4 separate regions of the Rattus norvegicus genome follow, and all the other regions are linked to region 4. Evidence: chromatin contacts called from public Hi-C data. All regions are on one chromosome and are shown on one strand. The core of a region is the stretch at or near the end of the contact, and the rest is flanking DNA. Distances in the headings are between cores, read along the strand shown. Region 1 has its middle 34 kb from the start of Gtf2e1. Region 2 holds the start of Rabl3 (RAB, member of RAS oncogene family-like 3). Region 3 holds the start of Lrrc58 (leucine rich repeat containing 58). Region 4 has its middle 24 kb from the start of Ndufb4.

What was found. A called contact is a pair of places that touch in the nucleus more often than the background predicts.
Region 1: a Hi-C map of the A7r5 cell line shows a contact between it and region 4, with 5 times the contacts expected there. The contact joins two enhancer-like sites. A contact is called at or near these places in 3 of 12 Hi-C or Micro-C datasets (the A7r5 cell line, the Rat2 cell line and liver).
Region 2: a Hi-C map of Schwann cells shows a contact between it and region 4, with 2.9 times the contacts expected there. The contact joins the promoter of Rabl3 here to the enhancer-like site in region 4. A contact is called at or near these places in 1 of 12 Hi-C or Micro-C datasets (Schwann cells) and 1 of 1 datasets of contacts at active chromatin or transcription factors (oligodendrocytes).
Region 3: a Hi-C map of Schwann cells shows a contact between it and region 4, with 3 times the contacts expected there. The contact joins the promoter of Lrrc58 here to the enhancer-like site in region 4. A contact is called at or near these places in 1 of 12 Hi-C or Micro-C datasets (Schwann cells) and 1 of 1 datasets of contacts at active chromatin or transcription factors (oligodendrocytes).

What each region holds. Positions count from the first base shown.
Region 1 is chr11:76,720,471-76,724,001 of GRCr8, reverse strand. No RefSeq gene overlaps it. Among named protein-coding and RNA genes, the nearest start is that of Gtf2e1, 34 kb to the right of the region's middle. Within about 2 kb of position 1,676, at least 11 of the 93 cell types and tissues checked have an H3K27ac peak or open chromatin away from gene starts, as enhancers often do. A contact at or near this core is called in the A7r5 cell line, where this site is marked.
Region 2 is chr11:76,686,354-76,689,662 of GRCr8, reverse strand. Rabl3 (RAB, member of RAS oncogene family-like 3) reads left to right here and starts at 1,982. Exons shown (of 8, transcript NM_001108319.1): 1 at 1,982-2,043. The coding sequence starts at 1,998. Gtf2e1 (general transcription factor IIE subunit 1) reads right to left here and starts at 1,831. Exons shown (of 5, transcript NM_001100556.1): 1 at 1,736-1,831.
Region 3 is chr11:76,366,317-76,369,656 of GRCr8, reverse strand. It overlaps Lrrc58 (leucine rich repeat containing 58), which reads left to right and starts at 1,348. Exons shown (of 4, transcript NM_001195558.1): 1 at 1,348-1,886. The coding sequence starts at 1,402. It overlaps Btnl12 (butyrophilin-like 12), which reads right to left and starts at 212. Exons shown (of 5, transcript XM_063270931.1): 1 at 1-212.
Region 4 is chr11:76,543,233-76,546,483 of GRCr8, reverse strand. No RefSeq gene overlaps it. Among named protein-coding and RNA genes, the nearest start is that of Ndufb4, 24 kb to the left of the region's middle. Within about 2 kb of position 1,708, at least 59 of the 93 cell types and tissues checked have an H3K27ac peak or open chromatin away from gene starts, as enhancers often do. A contact at or near this core is called in the A7r5 cell line and Schwann cells, where this site is marked.

The DNA.
Region 1 (3,531 bases), core at 427-2,926, 180 kb before region 4:
TTTTTTAAAGATAACTTGGCAGTGTCTACTGGAGTGTAAACGGACACAGCACATCCTGTTGATTTGTATCCAGGGTTTCATGTGCTGGGCTGGTCCACCGTGTAGGAGTGCCGGGGGGACGGGGCCATGTAAGAGTTGGGGCCTGATGGGGTCACATCACTGGCAATGGGGATGGACTAAAGCCACCTTCAGAGAGGCTCTTCGAATTGTAATACAGTAAGTCCATCCCATGGACCTGGCCTCTTCTGTAAATGGCCACTTCCTTCTCCACCCTTTTGTGTTACAGCCAAGTGGGCCCTCAGTGGCGGCCAAACAGAGATCTCTGATCTTGGGACTTTCAGTCTCAGAAACCTCATTAAACACAAATCTGTGAGAGGAATGAGCTTCAGCAGTTTGTCACAGTAACATGACCAACATACGCTTTGCCTATTTCTCTTATGATTCTGTTACATAAATAACCAAAAAGAAAAGGAAAATGTAGGGGATAGGTCCAGTCATTAATAAAGGAGGTCACGAACCATCACATGGTATTTTAAAATTCTATACTGCTCTAATGTTTACAAATATGGATGATGGTGTGTGTAATCCCATTTACACAGGATGGGTGCTAAAGGCATAGAAGACATATGGAATGATAAACAAGCTCTCAACAATGGCTCCTTCAGAACGGTGAGATGGGGATGGGCGGAGGAGCTCTCATATCTTCCTAATTGGGTGATCTTGAGGTATCAGATACATTTATGTAACAGTGAGACTATACAACCATCTTGTATGTCTTCACATGGTTCAGGAACCTGGCCCTTGTACTCTTCCTAGCTTAATTTCACAGACTTATTTACATTGGGTAGGCGATAATGTACTTCTGTATGACGGGAACGGGGGCTGACTGCTGAAACTGGGTCATGCACTAGGCCTAGCAGCTTTGTAAGTGAATTCGAGAGGCTGCCTCTGGTTCTCAGGACATAAAGCTCATTCTGAAGAGGCTGTTTAATCTGCTCCTGCACTTAAAGGGGCACGGGAATTGCTTCCTCTCTTTAGCTCTCCAAAGGAAGATTTCATTATCTTCCCTTTTCTCAACCCACTCTGGCTTGTCAGGTTTTAAGAGTGTCTGCATTAATCCTGTTCAGTTTATTTTCTTTTATGGCAGGGTAAAAGAAAAAATAAAAAAAGACAAAACCCACGAATAGACAACAAGTTTACCACAGTTCCCAGTTTTCTAAAAAGTCTTCATTTTCTGGGAGGGAATTTTAAGCTATTAAAAAAAGTGACAGCAGCCCAACTGTTAAAGGCAGCATAGCTTTGAAGTCAGAGCACAAAATAAATACCACGTGAGCCACGCTACTGACTTCAAGAATCTGTAGGCTTTCTCTTTATTTCCAGTGAGGGGGGACCCAGCCCAAGGCCTGGTACCTTGGAGCTCTTCTGGACACTGAGTGCCACTCCCAGGTCTCATGACTGTTGCAGTTGAGAATAAGATACTGTTATTTTATACTTCCCTTTTTAAAACTTGGGAAGAAAAAGAAAAAGAAAAGCACCACATCTACACCTTTTATCCTGTGGTCCTGGCTAGAATTCTAGGCATGGGGCCAACTGAACAAAGTGAACTGGCCCTGCTGTTCTGGTTTCCTGCGGGTACTCCAACCTTACAACACCAACAGTGATAAAATACACGATTATTCCTCCCTTAGTCATGCAGATGACGAGCTAAATACCACAGCAAGATGGGGAAATAGAAGCCCAATTAAATGCCATTCCTTTTGTGACCAGTGACACTGCCAATTCCAAATCTGCCTTGTACCTTAGTCTGTCAATTAAAATACCCCATGCCTGGTTTTGCCTTCCTCTCACATGTCACAAATCATTTTTTATTGGTGTTGCTTGGCTTTATTTTAAAAATATGTGGTCGCTTGCCTTCATAAAATACTAGCTAAAATAAACCTAGGGGCCTAGTACAATCATTTCATAATTGACTGTTGAGAAAATGACCAGGAAGTTATACTACATGAGAGAGAGCATAAGAGGTAACAGTGTCTGATCAGATAGTGTGGGATTAGTACCTGGTCCCCTGACTTCCCCCAGGATGTGCTGAATGGATTTTTAAAGGTCATTTAAATGTAATATTCCTTAAGGTGTTTTGTGGAAAGGCACGTGAGGAGGTTTCAAAATAAAAAGCATTGACTACAAGGGTGGACAAAATGAAACGCCAGATACAGCTGTATAGCCCAGGGCTACAGTAGCTTGTCACCTGAGCCTTAGAGAAACAGTGTAAGTGAAAGTGAGTCATATCCAGAGAGATAATATTATAATATACAGGTTATGTGTTACTGAGAAAAAACAGTAACTGCCTAAAGGAAAAAAAGAAGCCATGGTTAACCTCCCATGCTGGCTCCTAGGGACAGGGAGATGGCTCCTTGGTTAGGGAGCCATCTTGACAGGCCCTGCCTTTGGATGCGTAGAAGCTACAACTATTTGAAAAGACAACTAGCTGAAAGGAACAGGAAGATCTTGGAACACGAAAACTTCCCAAGGCCTTTGAGGGGAAAAGGGATGACATGGAAAAGAAAAAGCTGAAATTTTAGTCAAATTTCATGGCAGAACCCCTGAGAATAACTAACAGATTCTTACAGAAAAGGATATAAATTAATTTTTTTTTTTGCCTAACAAAAGCCCTTTTCTGATGCCTCCTCCCAATTCCCCCCAGCCTCCTCCACAGACTGCCATTAATGGTACTGGGGAGAAATCCATTCAGGTGGTGTAGACCCTCGCTTCTCTCTCTACAAAGGAACAGTAGTTTCCCAAAGAAATGCTACTAGATGTCATCTTCTAGGTTGAGGTCCATTAAAATCTTAAGGGCAGTAGAAAAGGTGGGCTATGAGGAAACTAAAACAAATATGAGAGCCAACCCCATCAGAGGAACGGACTCCTGCCTGTCCCTGCTGTATGCTGTAGGCAGTGATAACTCCTAATACCCTGGGTCCTCTTTACACTGGCACTGCATGCATTACCACCTTTGGGAACAGGCCCGCCCCCGCCGGAGCTTCCAAGGCTAACAATAGACACTACTTCCATTTTTGGGTTTTCTGTCACTAACTGCCTTCCCATAACAAGTTCCTGAGCAGCGTGAGACAAACACACCTGTCTGATGAAAAGCTCTCCTGAGGTCTGTCACACACTGCTGAAATAGACAGGCAACAGTCACAAACTTACACACTACATTACACTGTCCTATTATTTTAATTTGATTAAGCTGGGATTCAAATGCAAAACCAAGGAATACACACAATAACCCTAGCATTAGCATAGAATTTGTTTTTGTCATTCCACTATTTCTACATGTAGCCCATAGTCTATGTGTACTTTACAATATGGGATCTCTATTATATAAAACTGTGATTACTACAAATCCCACTCCACTCACACACACTACGCCTGCTTCAGGTTTGTTCCAGACAATCTGTCAAATAGAACAGCCAAGAATTTCTTGCAAACAGCCCCTATGTGCCCTCTATAGGGAAAACGCGAATCCTTTTA
Region 2 (3,309 bases), core at 733-3,232, 140 kb before region 4:
CTAACAGAACACATCTGCTTCTGGGCTGGCATATGAGTTCACCTGAAGTACTGACATTCAGAACACACCCTGCCCCCATCTAACTGACGTGTATGCCAGTGAGCTGGTTTGAAAGTGTTAGCATTATGATTGTATCAGGAGCTGTGGCATAAAACCTAAACCTAGGAAGAAAGGGAGGGATTGCAAGGACAAGATAAATGAAATTTGTTACAGAAACAAAATAGAAAGATTCCAACAATATACTGAGGAAAAAAAAAAAAACTTGACACAAGTGCCTGTGTCAAGCCATAAGGAGGAACTGTGCACAAGAAATAGAAAACATCTTAAAGAGAACTAACTCTTATAGACCCGAGGCAGGGCCATCCACTTTCAGAAGTGTCTTTGACAAAATACCATCCTCCCTGGAAGACTCACACAAGGCAGCTCAATCTCTGGGTTTCTTAAAGCCCCTTAAATCAAGTTCTGAAATTGACAGCCCGTGTGGGATGTTTTCAACATTTTATGAATTGGTTGTCAACAATTAAAAATCTTGGTGCCTATAAATCTCCTCTTGCAGATCCGAAGTAAATGACAAAAGTGGGCCCACGTTACTGCATTACCTAGTCTCTAGGGGAAGTGACTCTCAAGAAAGCAACTTCTCTGTCTATGGAGACTTCTTGGTAGGGTAGCTACTGGTCTTCATTATCTTCTTTTTACATCTCACAACTTCACTTTACCCAGTCCAGACCTAGATTCTAATTGTAAAAACATGTAAGGACTACTGTGCCCCTGGTTTGGAATTGAGAGAATCAATAGTTGAAACCACTCTGCTTTTAGCATAACCATCCTCATATCCACCCACCAGTTCCCTCCGTCCTCAAAGCTAAGCCCAAACCTTTCTCCTACCCTCCTTGGGCATTGAGTAACGTTTCCTGGCCTTCCCAAATCCCCAACAGTAACATCTAATGCTCTCCCTCACACTTCCTCAGAATCTGGGCAGTTTCTACCTCTATGACCAGAGACTTCATCTTGTTCAATGCTACCGCCTAGCATAAACTACTCAGAGACTTAAATCCAACTTTCAATACATCCTCTGGGCACGTGTTCTTGTACTATACCCATCCTGCCAGCTTCTACACAAATCACTTGTTTCACACCTGCATCCCAGTAATGAGAGCTATAAGCCATTCTTCTTACTTTTAATTTAACTTGTAATTGCTTTAAGCAAGGAGTTCCTAGATTAAACGTGTGATATTTGAAAAACCATACTGGATGAAAAGTAAGGGATAAAAGAACAAAGTGGGTGCAGGAAGCCCTTTTAGTTAAGACTATTTTAAAACACTACCTCTCAGGTTCTAAAAGAACGTGGATTCTACAGAGCCTCTACAGTTTTCTGTTACTGTATTTTACGAATTCTCCATCCCTTCGTCCTTTAAGGGGTCCACGACGGAGACAGCTCTGGACCGAGGTGGCTCCACCAGCTGTGTTCAGACGTGTCCAAACCCTGAGACCCCACAGTCCCTCAGACGCGCCCAGGGGCTTCCTGGGCCACACTTGACGCCACCAAGCCCGTCCTACCCGAAGTCGCACATGGGCCGCTCCGGGGCAATGGTTCTTTGGAAGACTAAGAACAGGACCAAAGCAAGAGGTGGCCGAGGAGAGGGGACTAGAAAAGGAGAGGGGCAGATAGGAGGAGCCATGAAATAAGCCACGCCGGGTCAGAAACCGGGAACAAGGAGCAGGGAATGAGGTTTACCCAAATGGATGCTCGAACACTCCCACTACAGCCGCCCTCAGCACCTCAACTACCGGCTTCAGCCAGCCCACGCCACTTGCGAGACAAGGACGAACGCTTAATTCCTGCGACCAGTTTGGAAACCGCCCGTTAATCCGCACAGCGAAGCTTTCGATCAGTCACGTTCTGACCGACCAATAAGATGATATGCCCTGCCCACAAGCCCTGCTCGGATTGGTGAGAATCCAGGAAGGGGCGTCAACCTCAAGGAAATCGTGGCAAGATGGCGTCCCTGGATCGAGTGAAGGTTCTGGTATTGGGAGACTCAGGTGAGCAGCTTAACCCGCGTCTGGGACTACCGACGAGCCCGAGCTTCCAGATACCCCCTCACATTTCGTATTTTTACCCACCAACTTCCTAGCGCTTGGGTCCACGGCTGAAATTCCTTTCAAGACCTTAAAACTACACTTCCCAGAGGACTTTGCTCCTTTTGTCGACGTGGTGGCGTGGCGGGAGGTGGGGGCGCAGAGCCCCGGTCTTTCTGTCTTTCTGGTGGTCTCCCAGGCAACCCCAACCTAGAGTCTACTGTCAATTCCTTTATTGCTCTTGTTAAGCAAACAGAACTTGATGCGATCGCGCCTTCAGGAAACTTTGTTCATTGAGTCAAATATACACTAAGAATACACTGACCTGTATTAACAACTTTAATTCTAAAATCAGACTTTTAACTCCATTCTACAGATGAAAACTATGAGAGGAACTGGTTCGAATCCACAGTAGCACGCAGTGAGATGTTAATTAGATGGATTTTACTTTTAATTACTTTCTACATACCTGAGAACTGAACCTGGGTCTCTTGTGCAACAAGAGATGCTCACTGAACCATCTTTCCAGCTGTTCCACCGCAAGCTTTGTTGTTGGGGAGTGGGGTTGTAGGGTAAGACATGGTCACACTAATTAGTCAGGACTAATGTAGAACTGACTATGCATGTCAAGCTGGTCTAGAACTCACTATATAAACAAGGCAGGCCTAAAACTAATATACACCTACCCCTGCCACCAACCTTCTTTTTAAAGACAAGCTCTCCCCTTGGCCTGGAGAATAGGCTAAGGCTGTCAGGCCAGCAAACATCAGGGATTGCTTATCTCTGCCTCCCCAGCACTGATGTACAGACATAGGCCTCTATACCTGGCCGCTGTGTGTCACTTCTGTGGACACAACTCGGGATCTCAAGCTTGTAGGGCCAGCACTGAGCCCCAGGTGATTCCTTTGTTTGTTTGTAAGTACACTTTGTATATGATCACAGTAACAACATGGTCATAGAAAAACATCATGTGGTCTAAGGTGAATTTTGCTTTTTATACCTTCTCAGTTGTTGAAAATAGCATTTTTATAATAAAACATAAGTAGGGATGATATGTGTGTGTGTGTATAAATTATAGCACACAAAGAGATTTCCTAGGTTTTTTATATAATTAACTACAGACAGTTAAATGAATGAGTGACTCCACAGTAGTAAATAAAAGACTCTCATCCCTTTTCTCTCCACCTTGGTCTTAAAGAGGTGCCCTTTAGTGTTAATGAAAAGGTTGCC
Region 3 (3,340 bases), core at 99-2,598, 180 kb after region 4:
GCTGACCCTCAGAGATAGTCCTACCGTTGCCTCCTGAGAGTTGAGATTAAAAGCAGGTACCACTGTGCCTGGCACACATTTTTTAATTCCACCCATGGGTTGTTAAACTAACAAACTATATCCTTCCAAGTCAACTCAACCATAAAGCTTAGCTGTGAAGAAACATGAAGTCTCTCATCTACAAAACCGAGGACATGAGATTATGTTCTTTAGGGAAAAAAGCAATTTAATCCCACTGGTTACCACATAACCTTGTGACTTTCTTGTACTTAAGCTCAGTAAGAAACGCTAAGTAGTTCTCTCATTTCCATTAATGACTTTAAAATTACAAAATGTAATCTCAGAAAAGGTTGAAATTGAAATGGGATCAGGATGAAAATACATCTACTGGAATTAGTGAATTAGGGCCAGAGTCAAGAATTTCCCAGTTAAATTCTATCTAGGACTCTCTGAATGCTTTCTCCATCTGAGCTCAGTGTAAACTAGCTCAAATCAAGGGACCTCCTCTATCTGCTCCCACGAGAGACCAAAGCCCACAGGAGTGATTCTGTAATGGATGTGAGCAAAGTTCTTATTCGACACACATTGCTTTTGTTATTTTGGTTTTTTGAGACAAGTTTCTCTGCATAGCTGTGGCTATCCTGGAACTTGCTCTGTAGACAGTGCTACTACTTTAAAAGACAAAGGGCAAGTAAGGAAGGGAAGGAAAACTTTAAGCAAGTTTTCCAGATGGGGCGACTGCAATCTCTCTGCCTTTGGCTTTAGCTTCGAAGAGGCCTTTGTTCTTTCCCTTGTAGCCCTGGTTAGCCTGGTACTCGCTATATAGGTCAGGCTGGCCTCAAACTCAGTACACTTCAACATTTCGGAGTGGGGACTAGGGGCGTGGGTCACCAGTCCGCTCTCCTGCAGACTTAAATTCTCGGGCTACGTTCCAGTCATGGCTGCTCTCTCTGGATCCGGCAGAAATGGGGGCCCTGTCTCAAGTGAGAACAAAGGAGGCGGCGCCCCGTGACGCGTCGGCCTTCGGGCCGGATCATCAGCCCCGGAGCTGTTTACTCTGGCGGCCAAGGCCATGGGGCACCCGAATATAAAAAGCGAGCGGCCCGCTCTGGGGAGCCTCAGGCTTCCGGCTCGCTACGTGAGGTCCGCGACGCCCGGGCGAGCCTAGCTCCCTCAGACTATCCAGTGAGCACCAGGCCTCCGCTGCGCAGGCCGCGCCGCGCGCCACGTGAGGAGGAGCCTGCCCCCGAGCGGCGCGCGCACCCCGCGCTGGACATCGCGTGACTCGGCCACCCCGCGGGGTGAGCGCCCGGGCCGGGCCGCCCCGCGCCACTTCCGACGCGGCGCTCGCTTCAGGTTCCGGGGCGCGCCGCCTCGGCTAGCGGCCTGGGGTCCGGCGGGATGGAGGAGGCCGCGCTCGGGGAGGCCGAACTCAACTGGTCCCGCCTCAGCGTGTCGGCCGAGGCGCTGGAGTCGGAGCTGGAGGCGCGCGCGGAGGAGCGGCGCGGCTCACGGGAGGCGCTGCTGCGGCTGCTGCTGCCGTATAACCGTCTGACGTCGCTGCCACGGGCGCTGGGCAGCGGCTTCCCACACCTCCAGCTCCTGGACGTGAGCGGCAACGCGCTCACGGCGCTGGGACCCGAGCTGCTGACGCTGAGCGGCCTGCGCACGCTGCTGGCCAGGAACAACCGGCTCGGCGGCCCGGGCTCGCTGCCCAAGGGCCTGGGCCAGTCGCCGCTCTGCCGCAGCCTCCAGGTACTCAACCTCAGCGGCAACTGCTTCCAGGAGCTGCCGGCCTCGCTGCTGGAGCTGCGCGCGCTTCAGACCCTCAGCCTGGGAGGCAACCAGCTGCAGAGCATCCCCGCCGAGATCGAGAACTTGCAGAGGTGAGTGGCTGCGAGACGGGATTGGGAGGGGGGGTTGGGGAGCCGGGCGGTGGCCCGAGCTCCGTGGCACCGTGTTGAAGGGCGGAGGAGGGGGTGCTACTGGCGAGCCATCGCCGCTTAGCGTCTAAGGTTGAGTGGGTGGTGGCCTTTGGGTTGTGTTTGGCCTATGCAGGTCTTTGAGGCATTTTCGCCGCACCCCTACCTGTACCCCCACCCCCGCCACTCGCCCCCAATGAACTCTGGAACTCATTGTGTAGACCAGGGCCAGGGTAGCCTCGAACCCACAGAGATCCGCCTGCCTCTACCTCCCAAATTCTGCGACTAAAAACATGCGCCACTAAGCCTTATTAAGACTTCGCCTTGGGGTTGGGGATTTGGCTCAGTGGTAGAGTGCTGGCCCTGGGTTCGGTCCCCAGCTCCGAAAAAAAGAATAGGAAAAAAAAAAAAAAGACTTCGCCTTATTTCTTGAGTCTAGTGAGGGAGCCAAGTGGGCGCCCAGTAACAGAGGTGGGCGATTTCTTACTGGGAAGTCTTCCGTGGCTTTGCACGCGTTTGCATCAAAGTGGCATTTAACGTGGCGTAGGAAGTGCTCTGGCCTACTTGGTTTTTATTCTATTTCCAGTTAGCCCCTTTTAGCCGTAGCCAAAGTACCATTTGTGGAGTTAGTGAGCCTTGCACTCCCCCCTTTTATAGAAAGCAGCCCTTGTCCTTGTATTGGGTGGGGTCGGGCAAAACCTCTTCATGCTGCCCTTCCTTTGACCCTGAGGAACTATTCACATTTCAAAATCTTATCTTAGGAGTCTTTTCTGTCCCCCCCCCCTTTTTTAACTGTTCCCAGGACAATTAACGCCAAACTGTACTTCCTCTGTATGTCACACGCCCCTCCATTGTATTTATGTTATTGAATATAGTTCCTTCTTTACAGGAACTGTCTACCTCTTCTAAGCTTAGTCAGTAATGTAGAGTGTACTGGAGTAGGGAGGTACAGAAAAGGGTAATAGAAGTGCCCTAAGGTGTCCTGCAGGGGAGTGGGAAGTAAAACAACAAGAAACTATCTTCCACTTGTTAAATAGTTTCAGCTCCTTTATTGGATTAGCCAAGATAAAAGAATGTGGAGCTAGAAAGAACCTTCGAGTTCACAGGGAAAACATTGATTGGAAATAAGACCTTTTCTTCACATCTCATCCTTCCTTCCGCTGGCCACTTAGCACTTCCTGTTTGCCAAATGAGGCCTCTGGACACAGTGTCCCCTAATTTGCTCCTCCGTAGATGTTTACAGAGTGCTTGGTGTGTCCGACATTTTCCTAAGCTCTGAGGCTAGTACCCTGAGACAGAACAACAGGGGTTTGACCTGTTTGGGTCCTTGAGTCAGTGCCATCTGATTTATTTGAAGGAAGTAACAGTGAAGGTTAGGTGTGAGCCGTCGGACCGACCCCAGTAAGCAGAAGAGTGAA
Region 4 (3,251 bases), core at 459-2,958:
CTGTGGAATATGCTAGCTTTGCCAGATCCCTGCTGAGTGTCAGATGTGTTGGGATCCCACAAACTTATGACAACAACTTTCTGTTTTTTCCCCTCCCAAATCAACACCCTGTCGGTGCAAGCAGATCCAGAGCACAAAAGTCAGCCCTGGAAAGAAGAGGAGTTAGTGTCAGTCAGAGGCTTGCTGGATGATGAAAGGAAAACGTGGAAGTTGGCAGAGGAAGGAGGACAAAGGAAAGGCGGCTACCCGGGTCCTGAGGGATTGAAAAAGCAAGTGGCCATTTCCCTAGGGCTGCACGGCTCCTGGCAATACCCTGAATTAATGGTTGTTTGCCTCTGGTTTAACAAAAGAAAAGGAATCTGGGGTGTTTGCCCAGAGCCTTTAAAAATAACCTCATGCTACCGACCTAAACAATGTTTTAGGGACATTTTATTTTTGCCCCGAGAGAGGCATAGCTCTTTTATGAAAGAAAAGTTGCTTGTTTTGTTTTGGGACTGGTTCTCACTTTGCAGACCAGGCTGGCCTCTGCCACTGTGCCTCTCCCCAGTAAGTTGCTGATTTTTGAAGGAGAGGTTTGGGTTCTGACCTCTGAAGAGAAGAGGGGGGTGGTCATAGGAAGGTCCTTTATGGGGAACAAGCATCCTAGTCGAACATCTGAAAATCTGCCCCTCCTTCACGTGATGCTCATATCCACTGCCTATTGCCCAGTGGTCTCCCTTGCTGACCCAGGACCACTCCCCGCGGGTGTGGCCGCCCCAGTCTATAGCTGCAGACTCCTATCTTGTTCCTGTTGCTCCAGTGCTGTGGGTCCTTCTTTGTCTCTCCCTCAACCGCTGCTCCCGGCCTCTGGACTTGCATTTCCCATACAGAAGTCTCGCCTTTGTGTCCTTTAGGAAGAGCAGGGCTTCTGCCTTGTTTAATAGCAACCTTAAGGAGAGGAGAAGAGGGAGAGAGGCAGGAAGGGAGGGGGAGACAAAGAGGGGGAGGGGAGAGGAAGAGGGGGAGAGGGAGGGGAGGAAGAAAAGGAAGGAAGGAGGAGAGACAGAGAGAGAGAGAGAGAGAGAGAGAGAGAGAGAGAGAGATATTTTTCTATCTCTCAGAGAACATTCTGCTCCTTGCAGGTTTTTTTTTTCCTCTCTCGCAGATCTGAAGACGGAGGGAAGAGGGAAGGCAAGGAGAGCCGGGCGTGCCTTGGCTACTGTGGAGTTGGGTTCACCTTAGGACTTATTTTGGATGGCCTCCAACCTAGACTGGGCAGGCCCACCCCCTAAGCATAGAGGTCTTGTTTAGTACCAGCGTCATATTTGAGGCAAGCAGATGAAAGTCCAGAAAAAGTCCCCCTTTCAGGCATATTTGCAGCACTTACTTGCGCGACACGTATTCAAGAAAAATGTTTGTTCACCCTCCTGCATGCCCTCCCATCAGCATGGGCCCTTCATAGATGCCTCCTCTGGGCCTTAGGACCTTGGCAATCAGACAAGCTCTGGCATTAGGCAGCAGGATTTGGAAAAGCCAAGACCTTGGGAAAGGAAAAAAAAAAGTCTTAAGTAGCCAAAGCTGGGTTACGTAATCCTATTTCTCTTGGGATCCGGATGGTGAGGTTCTTCAGAGTAGCCAGTAGGGGGAGCTCAGGGCGTTTATCAGAACTCCAGCGATCCAATGGTCAGGAGCCAAGTCGAGGCACAAATAAAACAATGAGCCTTTGTGATTTCTCTTTCAGCTCTTAATTCCGAGAGGCTTCAACCAGGACGGCCTGATCCCCACCCTGCGAGCTTCTCCCAGGGCGCCTTAATAGGCTTTCCGGAGTCTGTAGAATCAAACTCCCCGCCCGCCCCCTCCTCCTAAGTCTCAAGTTGGTTTCCCAGGCTCTCTTAGCCTCCCTGCCTTGCTTTTGTCTTCCTCCCTTTCCTGTCTCTTCAGTTTCTTTGTTTCTCTGCACTATCCTCGAGTCACTAGTACAAACTATGAAAAATGTGTGGGGGATGAGCCCACCCCCAGACAGAACTCTGAAATACACCAAAGCCTGGCACTTTGAATACAATCTAAAACATGTTGGTAAGCAAAGATGGCGAAGTCCGCCACCACGTGGCTGTGCGGTCACATCTTTCACGTTATTGTCTTTACATTAAGCGGCCCTTTGCCAACACAAAGCAGCTGTTGGGTGACTTGACTACCTCACTAGCTACGGAGACTGGGTCTTTCAGAGAAGGCACTGCCAGCTTACAACGGTTAACTCCAGTTACTGGCTTTCTGATTTTTGAACACTGGTCTCTCGAACAGTTCTAGAGCATGATGGAATTTTTAGAGTCAGGGACTGTTGTAGTCCAGATAAAAAAAAATGGAAATCTGCCCTGTGCCTCAATCTCCCTTGACCTGTGAGGTTTGGGTTCCCTGGGTGGGTGTGGGCCAGAAGGACTTCCTTTTTCCTTTTGGTTTTGTTTTGAGATAAGGCCTCACATAGCCCAGGTTGGCCTCCTTGAACTCACTAAGTATCTATGGATATCCTCGTGTCCCTGATTTTTGCCTTCTCCTAAGGGATAGGATTAAAAGTATGCACCACACTTCGGTCAAGTACCTATCTTTATTCACAGAAAATTTCTCTTAGGAAAACACTCATTGTATTTCTCTCCAAACTTAAAATTACTGGTGTGAGTGTGTGTGTGTATCTTTGAGGAAAATAGAGATTACATTCTCCCTGGGCTTTTGGGCCCTAGGGAATCTAGAAAACATGGCTAAGAATGTTTGTTAAATGCCAGAAGGTTAGATGACAGTCGACTGGCATAGCTTACCCATGACCAGAAGCTGTTTGGTCTGAAGATTTAAGAGGCACTGTGAAGGGAGGTTCTCTCAAACCTGATGCTGTGGTGGTATGAGCATTGCGGCCTCCTAATTTATGGCCATATGAATTCCATGGCCCCGCCTCCCATTCCAATAATAGTCACGTGAGTCCCTGAGAGGAAGAAACTAATGAGATTGGATAGGGCGCAATACCCTTCAAGTTAGGCATGCTAGCTCCCTCCAGGAACCAAGGCCGGAAGCTGAGGTCTTGTGTAACCGCGTCCTTGCCATGCTCAGTACTCGGTGACTGCTCTTACTCCCTAGTTCCAAAAGCTAACAGGGTAAGTGTAAGATCCAGGTACGAAGTAGAGAGAAATAGGCAATGTGACTCAATCCAACATTAACAGCGCTTCCCGATTGCTTACACTTGCAGGGCCTTGGCGGTCTAGAAAGGCTGAATGAGACAGGTCTGC